3 separate regions of the Danio rerio genome follow, and all the other regions are linked to region 1. Evidence: chromatin contacts called from public Hi-C data. All regions are on one chromosome and are shown on one strand. The core of a region is the stretch at or near the end of the contact, and the rest is flanking DNA. Distances in the headings are between cores, read along the strand shown. Region 1 holds the start of pde4ba (phosphodiesterase 4B, cAMP-specific a). Region 2 overlaps jak1 (Janus kinase 1). Region 3 overlaps pde4ba (phosphodiesterase 4B, cAMP-specific a).

Region 1 (4,678 bases), core at 1,394-3,893:
TCAATCTGCTCCAAAATCGACTTACAATTCTTTCAGGAGTTCACACTTAGCTGATGATTGATTATAATGCTTGTTTGGTATGCCGTCCCTGGAGAGAGCCCTGAGCTCATAAGATCCTCGAGCCTGGGGCTCCCTCCCATTTGCAAGGCGAGAGGGGAGTTTGAGCTCAGGTCGATCAAGAACTCCCCTGCTGAAGTAGCTAATGAACACATAGTGATTGCTCTTAAGAGATAACTATTTAATAGGAGCATGTCTATAGTGCCAATTTGGATTAGTCAATTAACTTAAATTGAATGTTTTTGGATGGTGGGAGGAAAACAGGGAACCCATATAAGGATGGGGAGAACATGCAAACTTCGTAGAGAAACGTCAGCTGGCTTGGTAAGGACTAGAACCAGTGACGTTCTTCTTGCGAGGAAACAGTGCTAACCACTGTGCACCATGCAACTCATCTAGGAAGGGAAACGGAGTAGGCTGAAGATAATGAACAGAAGATGGCTGTTATATGGAACTTAGGGTATTTATAGTGGCTTAGGAGTCGTCTGATTGGTGAGTCATAAATTGGATAATGCGGGACCAGCTGGAAGCAATCATTAACATGTGATCCTCTCGAAATAAGTTTATAAATAAACTTTACTGAGTAAAACAACTAAAATGTTCCTTTTACGATTTGACTCCAGAAAACTCTTTATTTGCTTGAATCATCCCTGATACAGTATATAACTTTGAAGGTTTACAGCCAGATCTCCTGGCCTCAGCTTATGAGTATCCAAGCACAGTTTAAGCTCCAAATGTCTCATTGATAGGTTGATGATCAGCCTGTCATATCTGAAACTCGCTGCTTTCCACCTTCATCACATGGAGCCTTTCATAAGTGAAGTAAAATCACACAAAGACCTCATGAACTAGAAGGAAGTGCTTTAGCAGGAAGACTGAAGAAGGAAGGACCTTGTTTTAGCTCTCTCAGTATGGTGGTTTCTGTAGCAGTCATGGTTTTGTGGCTGTTTATGGAATTTTGGTGCTTCGTCAAGTCCAGGTTATCATAAGCAAATGGACATTTTAAAGAGGCGTCCATCTAAATATCAGCTTTGTGAATAAAAACCTTTCGTGTCTTCATTCACATCAGGCTTATTCGCTTCATATGAATGTATATTTTGTCAGTGAGGTCGGTGTTCTCTGAAAACTCAAATATTTTGAGTCTAAAAAAATGTCCTCTATTTTCAGTGTATGGTATTTTTGGATGAAATGGGGGTTGAGGGTAACCCGGTGAATAAAACTGATTATATATGTCAAGAGTATATGTAAGAATGTGTGTACAGTACTATTCACGTATTTCTTGTCTATTTTTCTGGTCAGAATAAACTATTTATTGCAATTACGGTCATTTGTTATTTGTTTACTTGTTCCCTATGCTGGGTAGTCCAAATAAAATTGCAATTGCATTTATGTCATTGCATTTCAAAATGTTATCAGTTTACAGTAACTTTCTAATGATGCATGGTTATAGGGTATATTGTTCACAACATTCATTCTTTAATTTTCCTTCAGCTTACTCTCTTTATTCATCAGGGGTCGCCACAATGAACCGCCAACTGAACCAGCAACCATCTTGCTGTGATGCGACAGTGCTAACTAGTAATTCAAAATATGATTATTTTTAATTTCTCTCTCTAAAATGTGTTGTTTGGCATAAATTAATCTAAATTAATTCTAAATTAAATAGCAAGCTATGCTTAATAATACAAGGTAAAATTATTCAAATGGATCAACGTAAAAGCATTAAAGCAAGTTATTAGTAATTATTATCATTAAGCAATTTCTGTCAAATGTGACCAAAAAGTAATCTAAACACAGAAGTAGTTGGAGTAAATTAGGCCTAAGGTTAAGTCACAGATGGTAGTCTCAGATTTGCTAGTAGTATACTAAGGATTGATAAAGAACAGAGATGTCATGTGAGTGGCAAGAATCTGATATTCACTGTTGCAGAAGGCCTTCATTGACCTTCATTGAATTTCTTTATATAATTCTACAGTTACTTTTCAAAATTTTCCTATAAATGAAGATGATTTCTGCATTTGTAACCTACCCAGACAGTTCCCCATATGTATATATATTGTTTATATGTATATATTTTTTATTTATCATTTAAAGTTATATAAAAGTACAAAAACTCAAACAACATAAAATTACAATTAAAGAAAATAAAAAAAATATTATAAATAATGCTAGCCTTACTAACTCACAATAACTTAAACGTGTCAAACAAATACAGAGCTTTTTTTGTTTGTACTCCCTTTAATAGTATTAAAAATTTCTGCTTTGAGTACCACTGAAGAGGTTTCTGACTGCTAAACTTACAACGATAGATATAAAACTTGGTAAGTATAATCAAAAGATTATTAACGTAAGCTCAATTTTCCAACTTCTCATTATAGAAAAAAATAAAAAAATAAAAAAATAAATAAATAAAAGAACATATTCATTCAGTAAAAGTAAAGTTGATAGCACTTTATCACGTATAGACAGTTAATTTTTTTCTTCGTCGGTTACGCAAGGATGACGTTCATGATTGAACTACAGCCAATGAGAATGTGTGCGTCGTCAAACTGTTTCCACATAACCAAAGAAACTTTACAAAATTCGTGAACGCGGCAGTAACTGATAGCCAAAGCGTAACGCTAGTTAGAGTTGTGTATGATGAAATGTACGAAAATATGGTCTAGGTTATGTGGTTAATTAATCACTCTTTGAAGGTGAGTTCGCTAATCATCTTGTGTTTACAGTTTTACTGACAGAAAACAGTATCCTATCCTATCTAATCATGCAAGCAATACATAGAAATGCGCTCAAGAATCCAGAAACACACGCATAGGTAGGCCTCATTTGATATTAATATTTTTGGTATCTTATTTTGTTTATTTACACGCGACGTGAGCCCTTTATAAGCCCCTTATGGATAAAAAAACCATCCCAAAACAGACGTGTCTGTGTGTTTGTAGGGCAGATAGATAGATAGATAGATAGATAGATAGATAGATAGATAGATAGATAGATAGATAGATAGATAGATAGATAGATAGATAGATAGATAGATAGAAAACTTTCACTTCTTCTAAGTAACCAACAGATGGCACTTTAACACCACTGTTAAATGTCAACAGCTAATACATTTAAATCTGTTAAATGCTATAGCATGGCATAATGCAGCCATGAACACCATCTATTCTTGTAAATTTACCTTCTTTTGATATTTCCATGTATTAATGTAATATGTTTTTAGGTGTGTGAACTACAAATTGATATTCCCAAGCAACTCTTTTTGTCCAAGTGTTCCAGATCTATCAAGGTAAGATATGTAAAATATAAAATAACTTTTATTTTTAAACTAAACAGAAGAACACACATCGTAATAACCATTTCAAACCATTTGTTCATTTTTAATATATTTATTAATGTCAGCACATGGAACTCCAGGGTGCTTACATAATGTACAATTTGAACTCTTTACCTGCTTTAATCTCCTCTAACTTGCTTTTCTGCATCATTTAATGTGATTTTCCGTATGCTCTGACGTATCTTTGAGAAGGAAAACTAACTGAATCCAGTAATGGTTTAATCAACAGGTCATCTCTGATACTTGATGCCACTACTCTTTAATCTGCTTAAGACAGCTTTAATGATCTCATTAGAGACAGGTCAGTTGGTCATGCGCTTCTTCTTATATCCTGTTTATCCTTCTTAACTAACAGACACATCTGTGATTTTAAAGAGTCCCCTGGCAGTCCTGTGTAAAATATTCAATATAATTCTTTGAAAGAAATAAAAAGTCTTATGTTCACCAAGGTGACATCTAATTAGAAATATACAGAACTACAATATTGTGCACCTGAAAATGTTAAATAATAATAATTCTGACTTTAACTGTATATATATATATATATATATATATATATATATATATATATATATATAACTATATATGCTGACTTTCTGGGTGTCCCGTGCACATCTGGCTCTAAGGCCAGGCCAGCAAACAACTTTAACTTTTTATCATGTTCTTCAAACCATTCCTGAACAGTGTGTACAGTATTACAGGGTGTATTATCATCACCAGGGATCACCATTATCATTGATGGGTGTACTGTATACCTGGCTCTGCAACATAGCTTACTGCAGATACAGTAGTTTACGTTTGTCAAATTTATACTTACATGATCAGACCCAGAGTTTCCAAACAGAACATCACACTTCCTCTACTAATTTTGTGCATCCTGGTGCCATCAAATACATGTCAGTAAGCATGGAGCTCACTGAACAATGGTTGACAGATGTCATCATAGGTGCTCTGACCAGTCAGCCCAGTATATTGTCTGCCCCAGAATGCGGTGTGATGTGTAGTGACACATATCACTCATAATAATCATTAAAGTGTTGAGTTATTTGTGCCACTCTTGACCAGATGGGATATCATTCTTTGTCCTTGTGCATTATTAAGTCTGTTATAATGAGTTTTTTGTAAATTTTTACAACCACTGAATAGAAACAAAGCACAATAGTAGTAATGGGTGCCATCAACCAGCATTTTTCAAAATAAAATAATTTGTGTTTAACAGAAGAAAGAAACATAAAGGTTTAAGACCACATGAGGTAGAGTAAATGATGAGGTGGTTTTCATTTT
Region 2 (4,678 bases), core at 924-3,423, 230 kb before region 1:
TGATTTAATTTTGATAAAAATTTACCATTCAATAATTAAGCCATTATAACTTTAAGACCAAAGTTACTGAAATGAATTAATCTGAACTAATATTTTATTTCAGAATCATGGATACAGTAAAACAGAACCCAACTCTCTATTTCAGTAGCATGGAATTAGTCATAATATGAAACATTCCAAAGGTTTTAGAAGTCGAAAACCAAGGGCCCTTCTAATAATACATATAGATATATCATTAATAAAACAAAGAAAAATATTCAGCCAAGTACAGAGATTTTTTCCCTTGTACTTGTATCAATATTAATGGCATGAACTGAATTATTAGACAGTTGTCATTTTAAGACATAATACACAGACGATGTGTCCAAACTGCTTTAACATTAGACTTTTTTACTGTTTACAAGGAAACTTGGTAGTGGTGTAACGGATCACAAATCTCACGGTTCGTATCACATTATGGTTTTTTAGTCATGGATTGAACCATTTTTCGGATTAGCCAAAATGGTGAAAAGAAAAATTTAATTACAAAAAAAGTACTGCAAAAAAACTTTTGGTTTTAACAAGCAGAACTTAGAACCTGCAATATTATTACAAATAAAAAGAAGAAATAATCAGCTGAATCAAAAATAAATTGTAAAACATTCAGTAGTGTGAAAAATTCACTGTTACTGCTACTGTTGCTGATGACACTAAATGTAGAAATCTTACATTATAATTTGTACAACCCACATTTATTTTTAGTAATTTTTAGTAAATGATTCAGTAATTCACTCATAAATCTTCATGTTTTATTGTTAGATGGATCATTTTTGAAGAATTACTTGGTGGCATATTCTGATGGCTGGTTGTTGCCACCTACTGGTTAAATAATGCAACTGCTGCCTACAACTTTCATTTTTGAGCATAGTTAAATGCATATAGTGGTAATTTTAATCTTTACCATAAACATCAGTGGTTTTATCTAAACTATAAACTGTTATCCCACTACTTCTGTGTTATTTTACTGTTTGTAACTTCATAACTAACACAAAACAGATTTGAATTCAGCGATTCGAAGAATTTATAAACATTTTCAAATCACCATCATTTATAGTTTAGGTTGTGTGAAAGCCTAAATGCATACATGTGATTTGAACGACGCAGGAGGCGATCTCTCTGATCGTTACAAATTCAGAATCAATCTACCAGTAAAAAAAAAATTCTTAATCCGCATGTCACGAGTGTTCCAAACCATGAGTTGTAATCCGTATGAATCATGAATTAACCGTGATGCATTACACCGCTAATAATTAGCAATTTCAAATTATGTACACTGAAGTAGAAATAAGTCACAAAATGTAAGCAAATTCAGCTCTTTAAATTTTAGTGCTATGCTACAGAAAGGCCTCTGACAGTCTCTTTCACGTTTAATTTATTAACTTATCAAACATCCTAGCCTTTTCTTACATTAATCAATGTTTATTTGATACTTTAATGTATATAAGCAGCATTGTACTGAATTGGGTGTTAAAGATCAATTATACAGAACATTTTTTATATTAATTACATCGAAAAATCCATCTTTTGACATTTTTATATCGCACAGCTTTATGGCTTTCCCCCCGCATTACAGAATCTAGTGAAAAAAAATGACTGATGATGATTTTTTTTAGAACTTATAGTGAATAAATCACTGTTTTTATATAAAAAAAACAAGTAAACTATAAATTAAATAAGTGATTTGTTTTTGCCTAGCCCTAGCTAAAACATGCCTAACAGTGTATGTGAATGCTGTTACCTCAGTGAGTTTCTTATCTTTCAGAGGAATCTCTCCGTTGTAACATATCTCCCAAAGAGTTGTCCCGAAACTCCACTTATCAGCCGCTATGCTCAGATTAGCTGTGTCTTTCACACACTCTGGAGCAATCCAAGGAATCCTGTCCACACACTCTGTAGACACACACAAAACACACGGTCATGCATGATCAGCATGCTAGACTGGTTTCTACCCCTTTCCATCATTCAAGCATCACAACAGACTTTAGGAAGGGCATTATATTAAACAAATAACCCCTCATCTCAGTCCCTCTGTGTGCGCCTTTCCAAAAAAACACACAACCAGTCTTTCCTGTAACAGTCCCTGGCGCACAACAAACAGGGCGCTTTTTTGGTCTCTGAAGTGCTTGAGGGAGCTGAGCTGGATCTCGGCCAACAATTCCTGTCAGTGATCTAATCCGAGTAGTCCAATCTTTTTTCGCAGTTCAAACACGATGAATATATATATATAACTACACACACACACACACACACACACACACACACACACACACACACACACACACACACACACACACACACACACACACACACACACACACACACACACACACACACACACACAGGGCTTTACATTAACACCCGCCAACCCGCCAAATGCGGGTATATTTTATCTGTGGCGGGTTAGACAGCCACCTCCACTAGTCATTTTGGCTTGTTGACAATAATTTTTAAATTGTAGTTTTCTTAAAAGCAGAGTTCGACAATAAGACTGGCTTAATATTCCCGCAAATGTGATCTTAGAATTGGAAAGCAGCATGACTGACAAATATAATTTTGTTCGTGCAGGCAAAAGAAAGCTGGTTGAATACAGAATATAATACAGAATATATAGAGGATAATCACTCGCGCCAACAGCTGATGTGCGTTTAAAATGCGTACGTGCTCCCGTTTCCTTGCTTAAAACAACATGCCTAGAAACACCACCGGTGTGATCAGTCCTTTTTCAAATATACTGGACAGTAAGTTATGTTCATGCACCCACAGTCCTGCAGTTTTCAAGAGCTCAAGATTGGTCTTTTTGTAAGCAGCAGTTGCTTTCGCTTTAACCCTTATTTAAACATGATATAGGATATTACCTTCAAATGTATGTGTGGTTAACTGGTGTCAACTATTTTTTCAAGAAATGTTTTGTTAAATAAAAAGTATAATATACAGCTGTATTTTGCTTGTTTGGACACATTATTTAAAATTTGCGGCTAAGAAATAATTATTTATTTATTGTTAAAGTGGTCAGAGATAAATTTGGTAAATCCTTTGAGCTCTGAAATGTCATGTGAAATAAAAACTAATTGTAATACAACACAGTGAGCATAAGCACATGGGTCATGGTTTCATAGAGCAAGCTCACAAAGAAACATACACAAAAAGTAAAATTAATCAGGAAGCATGTTGACATTCCACAAAATCTAAATCAAGTAATTTTAATATGTCAAAGTCATATTTATGCATATAAAATATATTTTCACAACAACAAAATTGTGGCGAGTGTAAAGGGCGAGTGGCTAATAATGTTGAAAAACCTACTAGCCACACTAGCAGGTGACCAAAAGAGTTAATGTCAAGCCCTATATATATATATATATATATATATATATATATATATATATATATATGTGTGTGTGTGTGTGTGTGTGTGTGTGTGTGTGTGTGTGTGTGTGTGTGTGTGTGTGTGTGTGTGTGTAAAACTTGCAGTAAGTGCACGTCACGATAAAATTCAACATTTTTAATTCAATTAAAATACAAAAATAATGCCCTAAAATTATTCTACCCCAAAATGTAATAGTACTGTAATAAGAATCCTTAATATAATAATTCCTAAATGAATAAGTATTTATTTATATATTTATTAAAATGTTTTAGCACATCAAAAATTGACAAAATTAAAAAAGCAAAATATACAACATTTATTTACAATATATAGCACAATTATTTACCTTTAATTTTAATGTAAATTTAAATTAATATTTAACTACATTTTATTTAAATAAATGCTATAATTATTGTAAGAAATAATAATACATTTATAAACCATTACAATAACCAAAACAAAAACGGTTGTTTAATATGTTTAGTGCCATGTGTAAAATCTAAATAATCAGATGCATCAAGTGGTCTTGGTGCTCATATATGAGAATTGACGATGTATTAAATCACAATGTCTATAAAGACATAAATAACACTTTAATAAAGTGGCGTTATGAAAGGGCGTTCCTCCTTGAAAGCTTTGATGAGTTCCTTTATAATTGAAAAAGTCTTGTTGATAAGTACCATAAATCCTGTATGAAAGTTTATAGTATATTTATTGGGTGGTCCTAATGAATATATCACCTTCTCTGCTGAGGACAGTAATGGGTATCCCGGGGTCACTCAGCTTGATGAAGGGTCCTCCTTCTCCATCTAAACCATCTCGAGCTACCAGAATGTTCTTACTGCACACATATCCATGGACCATCTTCTTATCCTCCTGCAGGACACAAACAGCAGACAAACACTAACATTATTCATGGATAACAACTGCGCCAATTTGAAAAATTGTTTTTTAAACCTGTACCTACCTTACATAAGCCTTCAAAATACATTCTGACATGATGATTTGGTGCTAAATGGTGCAATGTATTTAGCATTCTAAGATGAATATAAAGTAAAACTTGTGTAACATTGTTATATATGCATTTACTTTCACATCTGATCAGTTTACAATATGAACAAATTTACCGGCCATAACTGTTTAAAAAAAATTACAGGGCATTTAATTGCATGTATGTATGCATGCATGTATGATTCAGATAGGTTTAGGTTTATAAGGTTATATATATATATCTTTTTTTTTTTTTCAAAAAGGCTAAACAAATTGGGGGGA
Region 3 (4,678 bases), core at 1,353-3,852, 210 kb after region 1:
AATTCATCTGTACTGCATGTCTTTGGACTGTGGGGGAAACCGGAGCACCTGGAGGAAACCCACGCGAACGCAGGGAAAACATGCAAACTCCACACAGAAACACCAACTGAGCCGAGGTTCGAACCAGCGACCTTCTTGCTGTGAGGCGACAGCATTACCTACTGCGCCTCTGCGTCGCCTTATAGTTAATTCAACAAAATAAATATAACAATGACTTTGTCCGCTTGTCTGTGCAGTTGTTATGCTTGTAATTATTTATTTACTTAGAAAGGCAATTTTAGCTACTTCTAGTGAAGTAGATGAATAGTTTAGAAGTTTTATTAAACTTAATAAGCTGGCAGGCTTTTTACTATTAGAGTGACCTTTTCTGTGAGGCAAAAAAAAAACAATCCAATGTGACTTTATCATGATTTATTGAAAACAAAAGAACAGAATTGCGTGGAAAATAGAGAGGTTTGATAAAAAAAGGCAAATCTAACTAAGTCCCACACAGCTATTAAGAACCACCAAGTATATAAACACCTTAAAAGGGCACAGCATAAACGCATGACTAAGTATTACGCCCCAAGTCTAGGGGAAACAAAAGGGCATAATAAACGAAGAAAAAAAACAAATGTGTTGGGGTGGTGGATTTCCCAAACTAAACAAAACTTAAAGCAAAAGATTCCCTTCGGTCGACAACCAAACTCACACACTTAATTGAGATTATATATGAAGATATTTATTATAGAAAAATAGGGTTTATATAAATGAGCATTTCGTCAGGGTGACCACAGGCCAAAATAACAAACAAAAGAATCTATAAAATAAATCCCCTAAATTACCTATTACTATTTAAATAAAAATACAAGAATCTTACCTTACTCCCTAACATAAACAAAGTCAAAAGTAATCAAATAAATAGGCAGGTCACCCCTACACGCTCAAACTCTCAAAAAAATATTCAAGCATGGTCATCAATACAAAGTTGGTTGGTGTTTGATCGTCGGCCGAAGGGGGTGAGGGAAACCCAGGAGCTCCACTCGCAACACCGAACGCAGCAGAAATGAGCTCCCCGATCCCTGCCGGAAGCTCCCTTATAAACAGGCCTCGTAGACCAGCAGCCAATCAGAGCAGGGAATCACGCTGGCGTGGGAGCCTATAAGACAACAGAAAAACAGCAAGGAGGTGGGACAAAAGAAAAAGAGTACAATCCGCAATAATAAACAAATAAATAAACTTCAGTCGTAACACTAAGTCATAACTAAATACTAGTTTAGTGGGTCTTTTTTCTTTCGTGTTGAGTTTTCTCCGATGCTTGGAAGATTAAGTATTTTAAGAGTTTTTTTTTTTGTTTAAGAGTTTGCTGCGCTTATCGGAGGATATACACAGCGCAAACAAACAGATATAATTTGCAGAAAAAATAAGAAATGCGGACTCAAGTGAGTCACGAGGTACAGAAACGGTCCATCCTTTGTGTTGGTGACCTTATGTGATTATGTGTGGGTGTAACAGATATTTAAAGGTATTGGTAAGGTAACTCCCAGTCTCTCTTGACTGACGAATGGAGAGAGAGGAAAAATTGCACGGTAAACTTCCTTTATTCCTCCTCGCTGGTCTGTACCATCCCAAGACAGATAGACAAAACTTTAACTCATGGTTTGAAAATACACCCAGCATAAAAGTTATCATCCTGTGTCCTAGATCATGAACTGTAGAATTATGCATGGAGATGAATGACACTTTAAGAAATACATAAAATATAATTCATGCATTCTTAGCTTGTCTAATGTTTTTAAAAAAAGGCATATACCGGTTGGATTAAGAATTGAGATAGAATTGAGAAAGAAATTAAGTAAAAGAGCACATAGGTTACAAACACATTACATGTACTTTGGGCTGAATTGTAAGATTTCTATGACTTCATTTCAATAGTGTGTGTCTTTGTGTGAGTGGGTCCAAGCCAGGATGGATGTTTTTTTTCTATGGAAAGTCTTTGATATGGGACAGGCTGGTTCTAACCAGCATCTTGGTAGATAAGGTGTCATCGAGTGACTTTCACTGTCAGACTCGCTGGCCCCAGGTGTCATAACTCACGTAGAATGAACCCAGACCCTTCTAGGGGTAACAATGACATTTTACCTCAGGACTTTCTGTTACAATGGTGGTAATCCATTTACATTTAGAGCAATTTTAGAACTCTCTCTCTTAATTATTGTAGTTATTTCCTTGGTATGAATGGATCTTAAGTTATAAAAGACTTTTTAGATGTGCACCTAAAATGCTTTTTTGTGGAAATTCAGTTTAGTTTTTCTGTTTTGCATAGCATATATCTTAGAGATGACTGCAAAGCCAGTTTACAAAGTAATGTGCAAGAAAACTTTGAATGTTTACGGTGGAGAGGAAACTACAATACAAAACACAATGACGTAAATAACCTCTGAGTTGTTGAAGTGTTGTCAGTGAGATAGTGGAGTGAGATAAACCACCGCTTAAACATGCTTGCATTGTGATTGACAGGATTAGATGAACAAAGCTTTGTTTCAGGGTTCATCTGGGAAGCTCCACACGAGCACACACAGGCAGCTGTCATGCCTGCGTTGAGGATCAGTTTACAGCATGCTTTGTGACAGGGTCATGGAATACTCTGCTCAGCGCATATCATGTCCAACATGACCCCTCCAACACTGTAATACAAGCATGTGCTATGGAAAAATTCTGTTTTATTGTTATAGTATATACAACACACCTTGAAACCAGCGATGGTCTGAGTATCTTGTGGGACTGTAAATAACTAACTTGCTTAGTTTTTTGAGTTTAGAAGCTTATGTGAAAAAACCTATTGAGTAAACTTACTCAATTTATGTGGGACAACAAGAAGGAATTTTGTGGAACCCTGCATTTGAAATAGAAATAAAGATATAGTGGATTTATATTAATATGATTTTTAATTTCTATACTGCAAAGAGTTGTGGACAAACTGTAAACTACTTTAAAGTGCTGCATGTAAGTTTTTGACTCTTCTAAAGCATAGAAATACTTTAATATATTTGCAGATATTTAAGAAACATGCCAAGTGAGCATTCTTGTTTATCTGAAAAACAATGCTGAAGTCAAATATTTTGCTTTGAAAATGTTTTTTTTTCGTGCCGAAACACTGTCTTTGTTTTGGTCATTTAACCCGCACAATGCCAGTTTAGCCAATTATATTTCAGCACCCTGGGTTGCCTTGATGGAAAATCGCATACTTCCTTCATTCAGTCAGAAAGGCTCTAAAAAGCATGCTTTCGTGACCGAAATTAGACTTCTGGTGGACAGTAGCAGACTCCAAAATGAGTCGCAGATTCAGTTCCACAGGTGGTTTTTAATTAGCAAAGAATATAAATATTAGGAATGTAAACATTAGGCGTGCAAGTTACATTGTAACTACATGTCCTAACAACATGCTACGTGACGAGATTTGCAGTGATAAACAATTTAGCTGTTTGCACCTAAGGAAACATGACAGAAATTTAAATACAGCCATTCAGAAGCACAGAATATGCATTCACTCATGGAATAGTAGGGTTTATCCAATAAAACTTTGAAAACTGAACGGACACTGTTTCAATTCACTATAATCTTCTATGTGAAGCTGCTTTGACAGTGATGTAGACATGGATCTACATTGTAAAAGCACTATAGAAATAAAGATGAATTGAATTGAAATTATTTGTTAGTTGTTGGGTAGGCAAAAATCATTTAGCTATGAATATTGTTTTTCAGATTTTAATATAAATAAGATATATAATAAAGTAATAAAACATAACATGCCATATGTTACAATATATTACAATATATTATTAATTTAATTGTTAAATTAATATTTTTAATTAAAAAATACTTTAAAATGTAATTAATAATAAATATTTAGAAATTGAAAATTAAAATAACATTTTGTTGTACTATACTTCATAAGAAGCATGTGAAAGGTATAATCTTGACTGCCTTAGTCATACTGAAACTAAACATTTCAATGAACTCACCATGGTTCGAAACATTCTCATTTCCGGTTCAGCCACTTTTTGAAATGGACCTGGAATGTAATTCACAGCTCCACAAGTCTATATCTCCACTTCCCCATCTCACCTCTAACCTAAGTGAGATTTGAAATCGACTGCATTACAGATTGAACTGATCCCAGTGCTTTAATACAGTCTATTTGCTCAATTATGGAATGCATTACGCATTAAGCAGTAGACACCTGATAGGGCTGCATTACCCATGAAAATAAGATGCAGTTATGTGTCATTTTCATGATCAGCAGGCTATTATGCAGGTAGCTGCAACTTAAGTGCTATCCTGTGTTTTTGCCAGTCAGATAAGCTTGTACAGAGTGAGTGGTGAAAGCGTGTAGATTGGATCCGCTGGGCTTTCAGATAGCTGGCTTGACAGTGGGACTTGGGCCCTTTTGCCTACAACCATTCACTTTCTCTGCATTCGCCCTTCTGGTTAGAATCACCCCTTACTGCCTTTTAGTCTTGCTCTCTCACACTCATTCCTATCAGTTCTCTCTTTTCTCACCTTTTACGTCTTCTTAAAGCCTTTATGACTTTTGTTTTATCTTAAGTTTGGCTTAAACCATGTAATTTTTAATGTTCATTTATAATTGTAGCTTGTCAGACTGTACAAATGTGATCTCCATTTCACAGTAGAAGAT

Evidence for each region. Hi-C and Micro-C count contacts between places; a contact is called where the count stands out from the background.
Region 2: a Hi-C map of an unstated tissue shows a contact between it and region 1, with 2.8 times the contacts expected there. The contact joins the enhancer-like site here to the promoter of pde4ba in region 1. A contact is called at or near these places in 2 of 18 Hi-C or Micro-C datasets (hematopoietic stem cells and an unstated tissue).
Region 3: a Hi-C map of embryo shows a contact between it and region 1, with 2.5 times the contacts expected there. The contact joins the enhancer-like site here to the promoter of pde4ba in region 1. A contact is called at or near these places in 3 of 18 Hi-C or Micro-C datasets (caudal fin, embryo and an unstated tissue) and 1 of 4 datasets of contacts at active chromatin or transcription factors (caudal fin).

The regions. Positions count from the first base shown.
Region 1 is chr6:33,696,128-33,700,805 of GRCz12tu, reverse strand. pde4ba (phosphodiesterase 4B, cAMP-specific a) reads left to right here and starts at 2,643. Exons shown (of 19, transcript XM_073954267.1): 1 at 2,643-2,872; 2 at 3,281-3,346; 3 at 3,624-3,695. It also overlaps a transcript of lepr not described here.
Region 2 is chr6:33,927,031-33,931,708 of GRCz12tu, reverse strand. jak1 (Janus kinase 1) reads right to left here. Exons shown (of 24, transcript NM_131073.1): 15 at 4,147-4,282; 16 at 1,778-1,929. Among named protein-coding and RNA genes, the nearest start is that of jak1, 46 kb to the right of the region's middle. Within about 2 kb of position 2,173, at least 6 of the 62 cell types and tissues checked have an H3K27ac peak or open chromatin away from gene starts, as enhancers often do.
Region 3 is chr6:33,482,020-33,486,697 of GRCz12tu, reverse strand. All of the region lies in intron 5 of pde4ba (phosphodiesterase 4B, cAMP-specific a), which reads left to right. Among named protein-coding and RNA genes, the nearest start is that of sgip1a, 160 kb to the right of the region's middle. Within about 2 kb of position 2,602, at least 9 of the 62 cell types and tissues checked have an H3K27ac peak or open chromatin away from gene starts, as enhancers often do.